Linked DNA regions of Pan troglodytes: regions 2 and 3 are each linked to region 1. Evidence: chromatin contacts called from public HiChIP or PLAC-seq data. All regions are on one chromosome and are shown on one strand. Each heading gives the region's core, a stretch centred on a gene start, on an enhancer-like site or on the middle of the called end of the contact. The rest is flanking DNA. Distances are from core to core; before and after follow the strand shown. Region 1 holds the start of ROBO3 (roundabout guidance receptor 3). Region 2 holds the start of TBRG1 (transforming growth factor beta regulator 1). Region 3 holds the start of SPA17 (sperm autoantigenic protein 17).

Region 1 (3,834 bases), core at 425-2,924:
TTACTTTCTCTCTTATCTGAATACCACCCTGGAGCGAGGAAGGGAGGGGCGTCAAATCTCTTATTATCTTCTTGCTTTTGAAAGGATGTGTCTCTAGCCCGTCTCCCACCTACCCCAGTCCTCAGCCTCAGGGTCTGCTCGGATTTATGTCTTCCCTGGGGGCTCCAGCGCCCTAGTCAGGCACCGGCAGATGAGGTGCTGAAAAGGACAGCTCCCAGGGCGCTGCGTGGCGGTGGGGTGGGGGGTCCATCCGGCCCCACCCCCACTCCCACCTACCCCCTCCCCCACACCTAGTGCTTCCAGCCTTTCTACGTCCCGCCCAGAACTGCTAGGGTTGGAAGGCACCTAAGCACCCATAGTTGGAGGCTCACAGCCAGGCGCCTGGACTGAGGAAGGAGGCTTGGAACAAGCCCCCTACCCCTTGACAATGTCTCGGGTTCCCATGAACAAGCTCTGCCTGAAATATTTCAATTCTTGATTCTGCTTACTCCCGAGTCTGCGACTGTATAGCACCCACCCCTCTGATCTCGACCCCTTTGGGGTCAGAAGCAGTCGCCCCATGAAGGTTGTCTCATCCCAGAACCTGACGGCTGAGCCAGAACTCCGGCACTGACTCTTCAATCAGCAGGGCCTTACCTCAGGTTAGGAATGCCCCGGCCTCTCTCTTTCCCTGATACCCCAAAGCCATCTCCTGTCTAGGAAAGTGAGTTTGTCGAGGTGGGTCTTCAGGTAGAAAGAACTCCAGAAAAGTCAGAAGCAGACCGCGACTGGAAGTGGGAGGTGGGAGTGGGGGCACATGGTTTTCTTCTCGCCCCCCAGTAAGGACGACTGCTATCCGATTTGAACAGCTTTGCACTAATTTTGCAGCAATCCCACATGCCTTTACAAAAATAATATTATCTTTGTTTTTGTCCTAGAATCCTTGGTTCCATTTCAGTCTCCTCAAAAACGTAAAACAATTTAATAAAAAATGTCAAAGCAGGGTAATGTAAAAGGATTCAAACAAATGACAGTTGCCTGGGTTTCCCTGGCTTTCAGTCTCCTACAGGAACTCCTAGATTAGGGCGTTTGGAGCAGGACTCCCGGGTCAGGGCGCGCCGCTCCATCCTCTGGCCTCCCGGCTGCAGACCAAAGGACCAGAGGGCAGAGAGGTGGACCTGTCTTGGAATTCTCTTCCTACTCCCAACTCTTGCTGCAAACCACCACCCCAGTCTCCTGCCCTTCCGTCGCCAAACCCCTAGACTTGGGAGGGAATGGAAACCAGAACTTTGGCAGCAAGGAGCACTGCTTGCGCTTTGCCTCAGTTTCCAAAAGGTTCGGGAAAAGAGAGGACAGATTCCTGTTCTGAAGTTGGGCAGAAGGGCAGAGTCCGACAGAGCCTCGTCCCTCGTCTTGGGTGCTTTGAGAAAGGGAAAATCTCTCGCCGCGTCCAGAACGGAACTCTGGGCTTGGGGTGCGGGGCGGGGACTCCAACTCGCGCGCTACGCTACTCGTGTCTCCTGCTCGGATAGTGACTGTAGAGGTAAGGGTGGGAGGGTGGAGGGAGGCGGATTAATCCCTTAATTACGCCGTGATCGGCATGGCACCTGCTTTCCGCCTGCCCAGCTCCCAGGGGACTCCGGCACTAGGGGGTGGAGAGAAGGACGAGGGAAGGAGGAGGGCACGAAGAGGCACCGACCGTACCCAGGCGCACCGGCAGGAGAGCGGCACCGTGGCTGCCGCAGCGCGCAGAGGCTGTGGAGGGGCTTACGGCTCCCAGCCCACGGGTCTCAGACCCAGGGGCTGGGCCACCAGCCCCCAGTCCCGATCCCAGCTGGGTAGAGCCATGCTGCGCTACCTGCTGAAAACGCTGCTGCAGATGAACTTGTTCGCGGACTCTCTGGCCGGGGACATCTCCAACTCCAGCGAGCTGCTCTTGGGCTTCAACTCCTCGCTGGCGGCGCTTAACCACACCCTGCTGCCTCCCGGCGATCCCTCTCTCAACGGTGAGACCCTGCCTCTTGGGGATATGGGATCCTGGGATGGGGATGAGGTGAGAGGGCGGCGTGGAAGGGAAGGAGAAGCGCTCCTATCCCGAGGTCCAGGATTGAGCGGCGCCTCCCAGCGCCTCCCTGGGTCGTGGGGTCTAAGGGATAATTTGGAACTTCGAGCACCTGAGTGGGGGTACCCGCGGGAGGTCGAGGGCTTGGGAGAAGATGGCTACTGAGTCTTTTTACACCTCCTTCCCTTCCCCTACAACGCCCACCCCAGGTGAGAAGAACCGTTGCTGGTAACGGGCAGGGAAGTCCGAGCTAAGAAAGGCCCGGGCCCAGCGCAGGGAGGGCAGAGGAGGGGGCACAGTCTCCCGCCGGCCTCGGCCAAGCCAGGTCACTCGGTGACCCACCCAGGCAGCTGGTCTTCAGAACCCCGAAGTTTCCCAAGAACTCACTTAGGACCAGAGGAAGCCAAAATGCTGGATGTGTTTGCTACGGAGGGGTTAGGGGCGGCGATCATTTTAAGGAAACTTAGAAGTTTGTCTTTCAGCTGCGGGACTCTCAGCCGGCCCACCCCGGCAGAGCTGTGGCGGGCGGGCGGAGCTGGCGGCGAGGTCGTTACCGCTAATTACGGTGATTAATAAATGACTGGGACAGCGCGCTCTCCCCTAGCGCCGCGGGGAAGCTGCGGGAGCCGGCCGCCGCCAGCCTGCGGGGAGGCCGGAGCCCGCCCCCTGCCTGCCGCATCGGGAACCCCCGCTTTACCGGGCGCTTTCGCGTGTGGTTCCCTCCAGGTGCACGCGGTCCCCGTCCCTCTGCCTCGACCCACTCGAGTCTAGTGACGAGCACTGTGCTGGAGACTCGAAGGTGGAGAGAAAGGAGACCCTGGCAATATGTGTGTGTTTATGTGTGGGGCACATCAGGTGCTGAGGGAGGAGCCCCAGAGCCTCATTAGCATGGCCATTAGCTATTCATTAGGCTGCAGTCGAAGCATCTCCTGAGACCCGGAAGGGTAGAGGGGGAAATTCCAGGGAAAGGGCGCCTGCAGCTGTGTCTACAGGAATTAGGGGGAAAAGGCCGACCAGAAGGGTGTGGTCCGTATAGAAGGATTGGGGAGAAAGACGATGGGGGAGGAGCCCGATTCTCCAACCTCTTGACCCTCCTAGATTCCCAGGAGGTTAAGCACAGATCCCTTCTCGCTGGCACCCCGCAGAGTCCCGCTTCTGCTCACCTAGCGCGTTTACAGAGTGTTTTCACCATACTTTGTCTCATCTAAGCTCGAAACTTAGTGAGGTATGCAAGGAAGGTGTTGACAGACACATTTTGCCGCTGAGAAAATGCTTTATAGAGTGAATAGTGCCCTAATCGTCACAAAAGCAGCATGAAGCAAAACCTAGCGATAACAGATCAGTCCATTTCCATTACACCTGAGAGCTATACCAAGGGGAAAAAAGAATATTGGGGCCTGGTAGAATTTGATTCAGGTAGAGACTGTAGGAGCCAAGATAAGGTGCATATGCTGGGAACACAAGCCCTTAAATAATGGCAGAGTAGTGACGTTTATCCCCCAAGGGCTTTACATACATTATGGTCTTAGAGCAACCCTATCACTGCTCCCACATCACAAATAAAGAAACTGAGACTGAGAGAAGTTAAATAATTTGCCCAAGTTCTTACAGCTAGGAAGCGTCAAAGTCTGAGATTCCAGCCCCGGTTGGTTCAACAGCAACACTTGCTCTCAATCACTCCATTGTTGCTCACCATGGGGTGTTCCAAAATTGGGAATGGGAGGAGATGGAGGAGAAGAGAAGGGTGAAAAGCAGAGATTTCCATTTGGAAGGGAGGAGATGGAGAAAATTAC
Region 2 (3,834 bases), core at 875-3,374, 240 kb before region 1:
GTAAATGCTATTGAACTTCTTTCTCTTCTGATTTATTACCCTATTTTAGCTTCTAACTCCCATTCCTATGCCTGTAGTTAATGGAACTTTGGTCTGACTTCAAAGACCACACTCAGACACAATATCATGCTGTCTGCCATTTTATATTTCTTTTTAGAGCTACACATTATGCATTTCTTTAGAGAATTTTTGCATAGGCCATTTAGACCCTTCTTCGTATAGTTAAGTAGAAAAGTTATGTTGCTTCTGACAGATTCAGGTAAGTTTACCTAACACAAGCAAAGAGCTGATAGATGGTTTCCTATTGTCACTGGGTCAAAGTCCAACTCTTCAGTTGGTACACAAGACTTTTCATGACCCAAAAAACCCTACTTACTGCTTCAGTCTCTCTTCTTGCTTCTCTCTACACACATCTTTCACACTGATCAACTACTTGCAGTTCCCATACTGAGCCTTTGCATATGCTGTCTCCACCATCCAGCATGCCCCCCTTTGTTCTTCACTGGGCCAACCAACCACTACCTCTCCTTCAGAGTCTGCCCAGATGTATCTCCTTTAAGAAACCTTTTCTATCTCCTCCCTCCTTCCCTGAGTGCTGCCAAATAAAATAAAACCTACCTCTGAAACAAACTTATTATACCATATTAACATTGCCAATTTACTTGTCTGTCTTTCCTTCTTAAATTAAGGTTCTTAAAGGTGGTATCATAATAAGCACTAGGTAAATATTCTTCTAAACAAATAAGGACTGAATGAGTTGCTCAGTGGCATGACCTTTGTGGAGCACACAAATCCAGCCTCTGAACAGTCTTATATGGAAAAAGCTTTGGACGCAAAGATATGCTTTTAATGGAATTGACCAAAAAGTCAAAGAACATGGAAATAATTATGCAAAATATAATATAGCCATAACTGGAATATTAACCAGCCACTTAAAATTATGCTTATAAAGAAGCTATACTAACATTTGTGAAATTGAAATGATACAATGGTAAATGAACAAAAAGAAAACTTTATTTTCAGTATTGTCTAACCTATACAAAAATGCGTAAAATATTAGACACATATACTAACATGGTAAAAATAGTTCATTCCAAGTGGTAGCATTATGGATTTTTAAACCTTTCTTGTACTATATTTTCTAAATTTCTAAAGTTCGAATGAAATGTTTTGTAAGTGTAAGGAAATGTTTCCAATGAAGAAGAAACAAAAAATATCTTCATGCAAATCCCACTAAAGTCCATTGGCCAAAACAGCCTGCAAACTAGGACAAAGAATAGCACTTTTCTTCCCCCTAGATGTGATACATGTATATGAAAATAAATAATACAAATAAAGTCAGACCCCAAAGCCTGCAAGGACAAAATACAGCAGAACAGCAAATTTGTTTTTGAGAGAAAAAACTAGAGAGTTACTGAACTAGTTATTGGCATCGCTGGAAGAAGATGCAAGCCTTCTGCCATCCAGCCTGGGTCACTTACCAATACCGCACCCTAAAGATTTTTCTATCCTCCCTAATTTTAAATAGACCTTGGTTGTAAAGTTAGAACCATATACATGTACATATTATGTACAGAAATACACTTCTGGTTTCACTAGACAAACATTTACTGAGGGCCTACTTAGTGCTAGTATTAAAACTGCGTGTTAAATCTCTCACCTTCCCTACTAGAAAGAGCCAAGGCCTTTCTTCCTGTTCACTACTGTGTTCCCAGCTCCTGGGAAGATGATAGCATTAGGAGGCCCTGCAAACACATTTCTGTGAGCTGCAGAAAGGAACGAAGCAGGGAAAGAAGCAGAGTCCCAGCACTTGGGTTCACTTTGTCCTACAGTCTCTGGGAAAGCCCGTCTGCACGAAGCATGAAAAACGTGTTAAAACGCAGTGGCCCAGCGGGGGAGCGTGAATGAGAGCTCGCATTGGTAAGCTTTTTGTTAGTTCGTTAGTTCAACTATAGTACCCTTCAGCTAAGCACACAGATGCCCGAAGCCCGGATTCCGATTCCGGTCGCCGGCCCTCCCTCCTCTCCTCATCCAGCGCTAGACCCCAGCTGTCTCTTTCCTCCCGGTGCCCAGGATCGCACCGCCCAGACCACCCTACTCTCCCTGCCCCGGAAGTTACACGCTGCCGACACCGGGACGTAACTTCCGGGAAGGGCTTACTTGCAAGGCAGACACGGAAGTGCTGGGAGGCGCCGGGAGCCGGTTCGGTTGCGGGTGTCTCTGGCCCTGCGGTCAGCCCTGGGAACGTCCCGGAGAGCTAGATTCCTAGAGGCCCGATTCCGCTAGCCCGGAACAGACAAAGCCAGCGCTCCCGCCCGCTCCCCGACTTAGGATCCGATGCCGGCAGCGTCCTGGGGCCCCCGTAGCGGGGCTGGACCATGAGCCTGCTGGACGGCCTCGCCTCCTCGCCGCGGGCTCCGCTGCAGTCCAGCAAGGCCAGGATGAAAAAGCTCCCGAAGAAGAGCCAGAATGAGAAGTACCGGCTGAAGTACCTGCGGCTGCGCAAAGCGGCCAAGGCCACGGTGTTTGTGAGTCTGACCCACGTTCAGCCGGTCCCCTCCTGGAGACTCCCTCACAAAATCTTTCCCCAAGCTGTTCCCCCTTCCCAGTGTGACAGTATTAATACAGTGTTGGCTTTTCCGTATACGTTACTACTTGTTAGCCTTGTGTTCTTGGACAAATTACGTAATTTCTCTGTGTCCTCATCTGTAAATGAGCTAGTAACTGTCTTGCAGAATAATGAATATTAAATGAGCAAAGAAAAGTGCTTGGTGCGTAAAAGACATACCAATAAATTTTAGTCATCGTTATTACTGCAGGACTCTAGGAAATGTGTTTGATTCTCGAGATACAGCCCTGAGAATTAGGCATTATTTGTAAAATGAGAACACTGAAGCCCAGAGAGATGATTTGCCCAAGGGTACTGTGTCAGAGCCCTGACTCCATCTTAGATAACCCTGATTCCATTTTATGACTTCCAGTACACAGACTATTTTCTGAGCACCTCAAATCCCCATAACTGACCCTTTGCCCAAAGAGGTACATGAAACTCTCAGTAATTTCCCCCCTCTAACCTTTGAGTGTTCCAAGTGTTTCTTCCTTTCTTTTATTGTAGAAGCACTGGATTTATTGAGTGAATAAACTTAATATAGCTTGCCAGCCATAACTTTATATTAGAATAGTTTGGCTTGCCTCAGTGCTTGGAAATAGGGGTGGAGTCCTCAAATGTCCCCCCACATCCAAGTCAACAGTTCATCTCTTCTCTCTACCAAAAGCTTGAACGTCTCTCAGCATTTTTGGAAGCAGAAGGAAAGGTTCAGAAATTAGAATACACGTTCCAAAAACACTTATTCAGCACTTGCTATGTGCATTGCTTGCTATTTGCGCTGGAGAGAAACAAGAAAAGTAGAACTAAGAGAACTTAGCATCTGATTGACTGTTCCCTTTCTTTTATTCCCTATACGTCAAAGGTACCTAAAGCTTGGAATTTATGTTATTTCAAGGATATTGGTTCCATCAAATACATAATGAAGATTTTGTGAAGAAAAAGCGATGTTGTTTTGAACATTGAGAGTTTGAAGTTCCACCTATGGGGGCATTCAGATTCAGAATTCCCTTCAGGATTGGTGCTTGGGAGATAGATTGAGTCATCATTTACAAAAAAAAAAAAGAAAAAAGAAAAAAGATAATACTTGAATTCATATAAGTAGATTGTGAAGTTTAAGAATTTTACACACTAAATTTGATTTTGTTCTGTCCAGTTTTTCTCTGTTTGGGTTAGACTGGCTTTGTAAGTTTTTCAAGAGTTGAGGCACTTGGGAATAGACAGTTTTC
Region 3 (3,834 bases), core at 673-3,172, 190 kb before region 1:
TAATTTTTTTTTATATATATATCTTTAGTAGAGATGGGGTTTCACTACGTTGGCCAGGCTGGTCTCGAACTCCTGACCTCATGATCTGCCCACCTTGGCCTCACAAAGTGCTGGGATTACAAGCATGAGCCACCGTGCCCGGCCAATTTTTTTGTATTTTTAGTAGAGACGGGGTTTCGCCATGTGGGCCAGGCTGGTCTTGAACTCCTGACTCTAAGTGATCCGCCCACCTCAGCCTCCCAAAGTGCTGGGATTAAAGGTGTGAGCCAACATTTGGATTTTTTAGGTCTTCAGTTTTTTCCTTCATTTGGGGCTGGAGTAGAAAAACAGGAATTAGTGTTATGGGGAAGAGAGGACAGTGGTTGCCTCTGGTGAGGAGCTCCGGATGCATCGGCCAGGAGCACAATGGCAGGCTCAATAGACTGGCAATGTTCTAGTTCTTAAGTTGGGTGCTGCTCTCATGGGTGTTCATTTTATTGTGTCATTGTTACATATAATTTTGTACATCTCAAGCATTACATGGTAAACATGGGCACAGGGAGAATGACTTAAAGGAAAAACGTCAGGATATGCAACCAAGTAGAGTACTAATGAATGAAAAATGTGATCAATGTTAATGAAGGTGATGTAACAATAAGACCCAAAGGAGGAGATAAAATACTGACACTAAAATAAACAGCCTTTAACTGAAAACCTAATAAAATATCTTTTCCCCACCTCATAAGATGGATCTCAAAGGTCACTGAGTGGAGATAAGAGTCAGGAAATGGCATACAGAGTGCTAGCATTTTGCACTTTTGTTAGACTCTGAACAATCATTTATGGGCTGCAGTTTGTCTGAATCTAGGTACTTTTCCGGCTCTCAGGTAGAGCAGGAGTCATTTTTCTGCACGCTGTTCTCCTACCCCAACTATCATTTCTTAACAGGGATCTCTGGGGTCCACTCTTTGAGTGTTTTGAAAAAGAAAGGAAGAAATCCAACATTATCACTTTAGTTTGCATTATCAGACAGATTGCACCTTCTGCTTTTTCCATACTGTGACCCAGTGTCCAGCCTAGGGTATTCGAATGGCAAGATCTGACCTGCGCAACAGCCAAAGCGAGCCACCAGCCTCCCCTATGCCACTCACATTTTCCCACCACCAATATCTGTAAGCGGCACCAGAAATCAAAACTGAGCCTTAAATAGTCAGAGCTAGTGAGGGGGTTGTATTTCTTAGCCCTAATAACCACTTAAACGAGTAAAATTTAATTCCCCTAAGGAACCCCGCCTGAAGCAAACCCTCCCCAAGGGCACCACTGAGGGGGTAGCGCTGAAATGTTTTGGAAGATTCAGTCACCTGTTTCCAAATATTACCTAACTAGCTTCGCCTCCTTCCCTCCGAGCTCCCCTGCAGTTACTCCAGGACCCCGAAGGCCTCTTTCTGGGCACATTTGGGCCTCCTCACTCAGACAAGCCGCACTTTCTCCCTGCTCACAGGCTGCATGTCAGGGATGGTAAGTGGGGGGTGGAGAAAGTGGAGAGGCCGGGGTTCAACCCAGCAGACTCCTGCACACCGGGCCTTGGTCGGAGACGCGAGCCGCTAGCCTAGCTAGGTTCCTTCGTCGACCTTGAGAAAGGGGCGCGGATCCGTGTCCCGCAGAGGACACGGGGTCTCGGAGCCCGCACAGGCTGAGGGGCAGGGGTCCGGCCGAGCCGGGCCGCCTCACCTGCACTTCTGTCGGCCCACAGGATTAATGGCAGCACCAGCCCGAGTACAAGCCCCGGCGCGACCATGCTTGCAAGGATCTGACCGCCGCCCAGGACTGGGAAAGTGGGCTCCCGGCAGGGGCGGGGCCTGGGCGGGGGCGAGGCCGACTCCACCCTTTTGCAGTCCTCGGAGCCTCCCGCGACCTCAGGACTGGGCTGTGCTCGCCCCTTCTCGGCCGCCGTAGTTTTTTTTTTTTTTTAAAGAAAAAACGGTTACCCAGCAACGAGAAAAACAACCGGAACCGGCGGCACCAGCTCGGAGAGAAAGGAGGTGAGGCCGCTTCCCCACTTCCTCTCCGATACCAAGACCTAGCCTTTTCCCTTCGTCTCTCTTATTCTCTCAGCATCCCAGACGCAGCCTCGGAGCCCTGGGCCGTTTGGGAGCCGAGGCAGCCCATTCTGCGCGAGTCTGAAATCCCAGGTCCTCAACATCCCGCCCCCGACTAGACCCGTGTGCCCCCTCCGCCCGCCCTCCTCTGCCCACATTGGTTCAGAATCTCGCCAGCTCTTTTCACCACCCTAGAATGGTTCGATACCTCCATCTACTGCTCCCTCAGAAAAAGCAAAAGAGAGGAGTCAGGCGTGGTGGCGCGCGCCTGTAATCCCAATTGCTCGGGAGGCTGAGGCGGGATCATCGCTGGAGCCCAGGAGTTCGAGACCAGAGACCCCGTCTCAAAGAAAAAAAAAAAAAAGCGATGAAACGAGAACCCTCCATAGTCTGAGCCTCATTAAACCGTCCAGTTCTCCCAACCTGGACCCCTACCACGGCCTCCGCCTCTATTCCGCATTGACGCACACTCTCACATTAACAGGCCAGGTCCCGGAGGATTCTTTTCATACTCAGTAGCTCAGCCCGCTGCTTAGCAGCTACCCTTAATCTAGCCCTTGTATTTCAAGACAGAAAGAGACAGCCTGATCAAGAAGAAACCGAAAAATATAAGAATTCTAAAACTTTAGAGGCTGGGATTTCAAAATCATGACACACAGCCCCATCCCATCCCATCCCTCCCTCACACACACGCACGCACAACCCCATTCCACAGTACGAAGGTGTTCGAAGCATTGTGGGTCATGCTTCAGAAGTGGCAGCAAAGGGAAAGATTGTGCAACTTCTTCATTCAACAAATTAATTTCTAGAACCAGGACTAATTTCTACTCTTTAAAAAAAAAAAATAGACCTCAAAGAAGGTCTTCTCAGCAATTGATAATGAATTCAATTTAACTTTTTAGCAATCATTCTCTCTAAATTCCTGTGTGATAGCAAAAATTACCCTTACCTTTTGAGCATATAAAGGGTAAAGAGAGAAAAAGTCATATTGAAAATTTTGGGTTTTTTGCAGGGTTTTAAATGATTTGGCCTAGTGAATGGGTCTGTGTTTGTATTATACTAATTCACAATGGAGATTTCAAAACTCTTTGGAAGAAATGGATGGGCTTGGGTTGTGTTAGGGAAAAAAGAATTCAAGTCCAGATGTATGAGTCTCAGAAATAATTTGTTGGCATAGTTGTGATTATATAAGTAAAATCAGACTAATTTAAAGACAGCACTCTTTAATGAATCTTTAGGTTCCATAGGCAGTTCTTACCAAGAAGATGTCGATTCCATTCTCCAACACCCACTACCGAATTCCACAAGGATTTGGGAATCTTCTTGAAGGGCTGACACGCGAGATTCTGAGAGAGCAACCGGACAATATACCAGCTTTTGCAGCAGCCTATTTTGAGAGCCTTCTAGAGAAAAGAGAGAGTAAGCTTTCTAAAATTAGTCATTTTTTAAAATAAGAAACTAAGCATTTGTTTATGGTAAAACTCGCTTAAGACCGTCTCCATTCTGCAGAAAGCCTTTATGAGGCAGGGAGTTTCAGATAACAGTTCTTGCTCTTTGAAACAGTATGTACCCCTTTGATATGTTCTCTTAAATTCGTTTCATATTATGGAATTATTCAGACCGTCTTCATTGTATTTCTCACGGACATACAGCGTGGACGGTAACTGCAAAAGAGCATACATTTCTCGGGAGAAATCAGTGGGGGAAAAAAAGATCATACAGTCTACCCTCGCCACGTTCCAGCATACTGTTCCTG

Evidence for each region. HiChIP or PLAC-seq counts read pairs in DNA pulled down with a chosen protein or histone mark.
Region 2: an H3K4me3 HiChIP or PLAC-seq map of stem cell-derived excitatory neurons shows a contact between it and region 1, with 6 times the contacts expected there. The contact joins the promoter of TBRG1 here to the promoter of ROBO3 in region 1. A contact is called at or near these places in 1 of 1 datasets of contacts at active chromatin or transcription factors (stem cell-derived excitatory neurons) and 1 of 1 other capture datasets (stem cell-derived neural stem cells).
Region 3: a contact with region 1 is called in an H3K4me3 HiChIP or PLAC-seq map of stem cell-derived excitatory neurons, with 9 times the contacts expected there. The contact joins the promoter of SPA17 here to the promoter of ROBO3 in region 1. A contact is called at or near these places in 1 of 7 Hi-C or Micro-C datasets (stem cell-derived neural progenitor cells), 1 of 1 datasets of contacts at active chromatin or transcription factors (stem cell-derived excitatory neurons) and 1 of 1 other capture datasets (stem cell-derived neural stem cells).

Annotation. Positions count from the first base shown.
Region 1 is chr9:126,807,793-126,811,626 of NHGRI_mPanTro3-v2.0_pri, forward strand. ROBO3 (roundabout guidance receptor 3) reads left to right here and starts at 1,675. Exons shown (of 27, transcript XM_063784598.1): 1 at 1,675-1,985. The coding sequence starts at 1,826.
Region 2 is chr9:126,565,764-126,569,597 of NHGRI_mPanTro3-v2.0_pri, forward strand. It overlaps TBRG1 (transforming growth factor beta regulator 1), which reads left to right and starts at 2,125. Exons shown (of 9, transcript XM_009424424.5): 1 at 2,125-2,528. The coding sequence starts at 2,379. LOC129136489 (a long non-coding RNA gene) reads right to left here and starts at 2,105. Exons shown (of 3, transcript XR_010147702.1): 1 at 1-2,105.
Region 3 is chr9:126,616,955-126,620,788 of NHGRI_mPanTro3-v2.0_pri, forward strand. It overlaps SPA17 (sperm autoantigenic protein 17), which reads left to right and starts at 1,923. Exons shown (of 5, transcript XM_003313397.4): 1 at 1,923-2,021; 2 at 3,317-3,497. The coding sequence starts at 3,344. It overlaps SIAE (sialic acid acetylesterase), which reads right to left and starts at 1,825. Exons shown (of 10, transcript XM_508836.6): 1 at 1,711-1,825. The coding sequence starts at 1,777.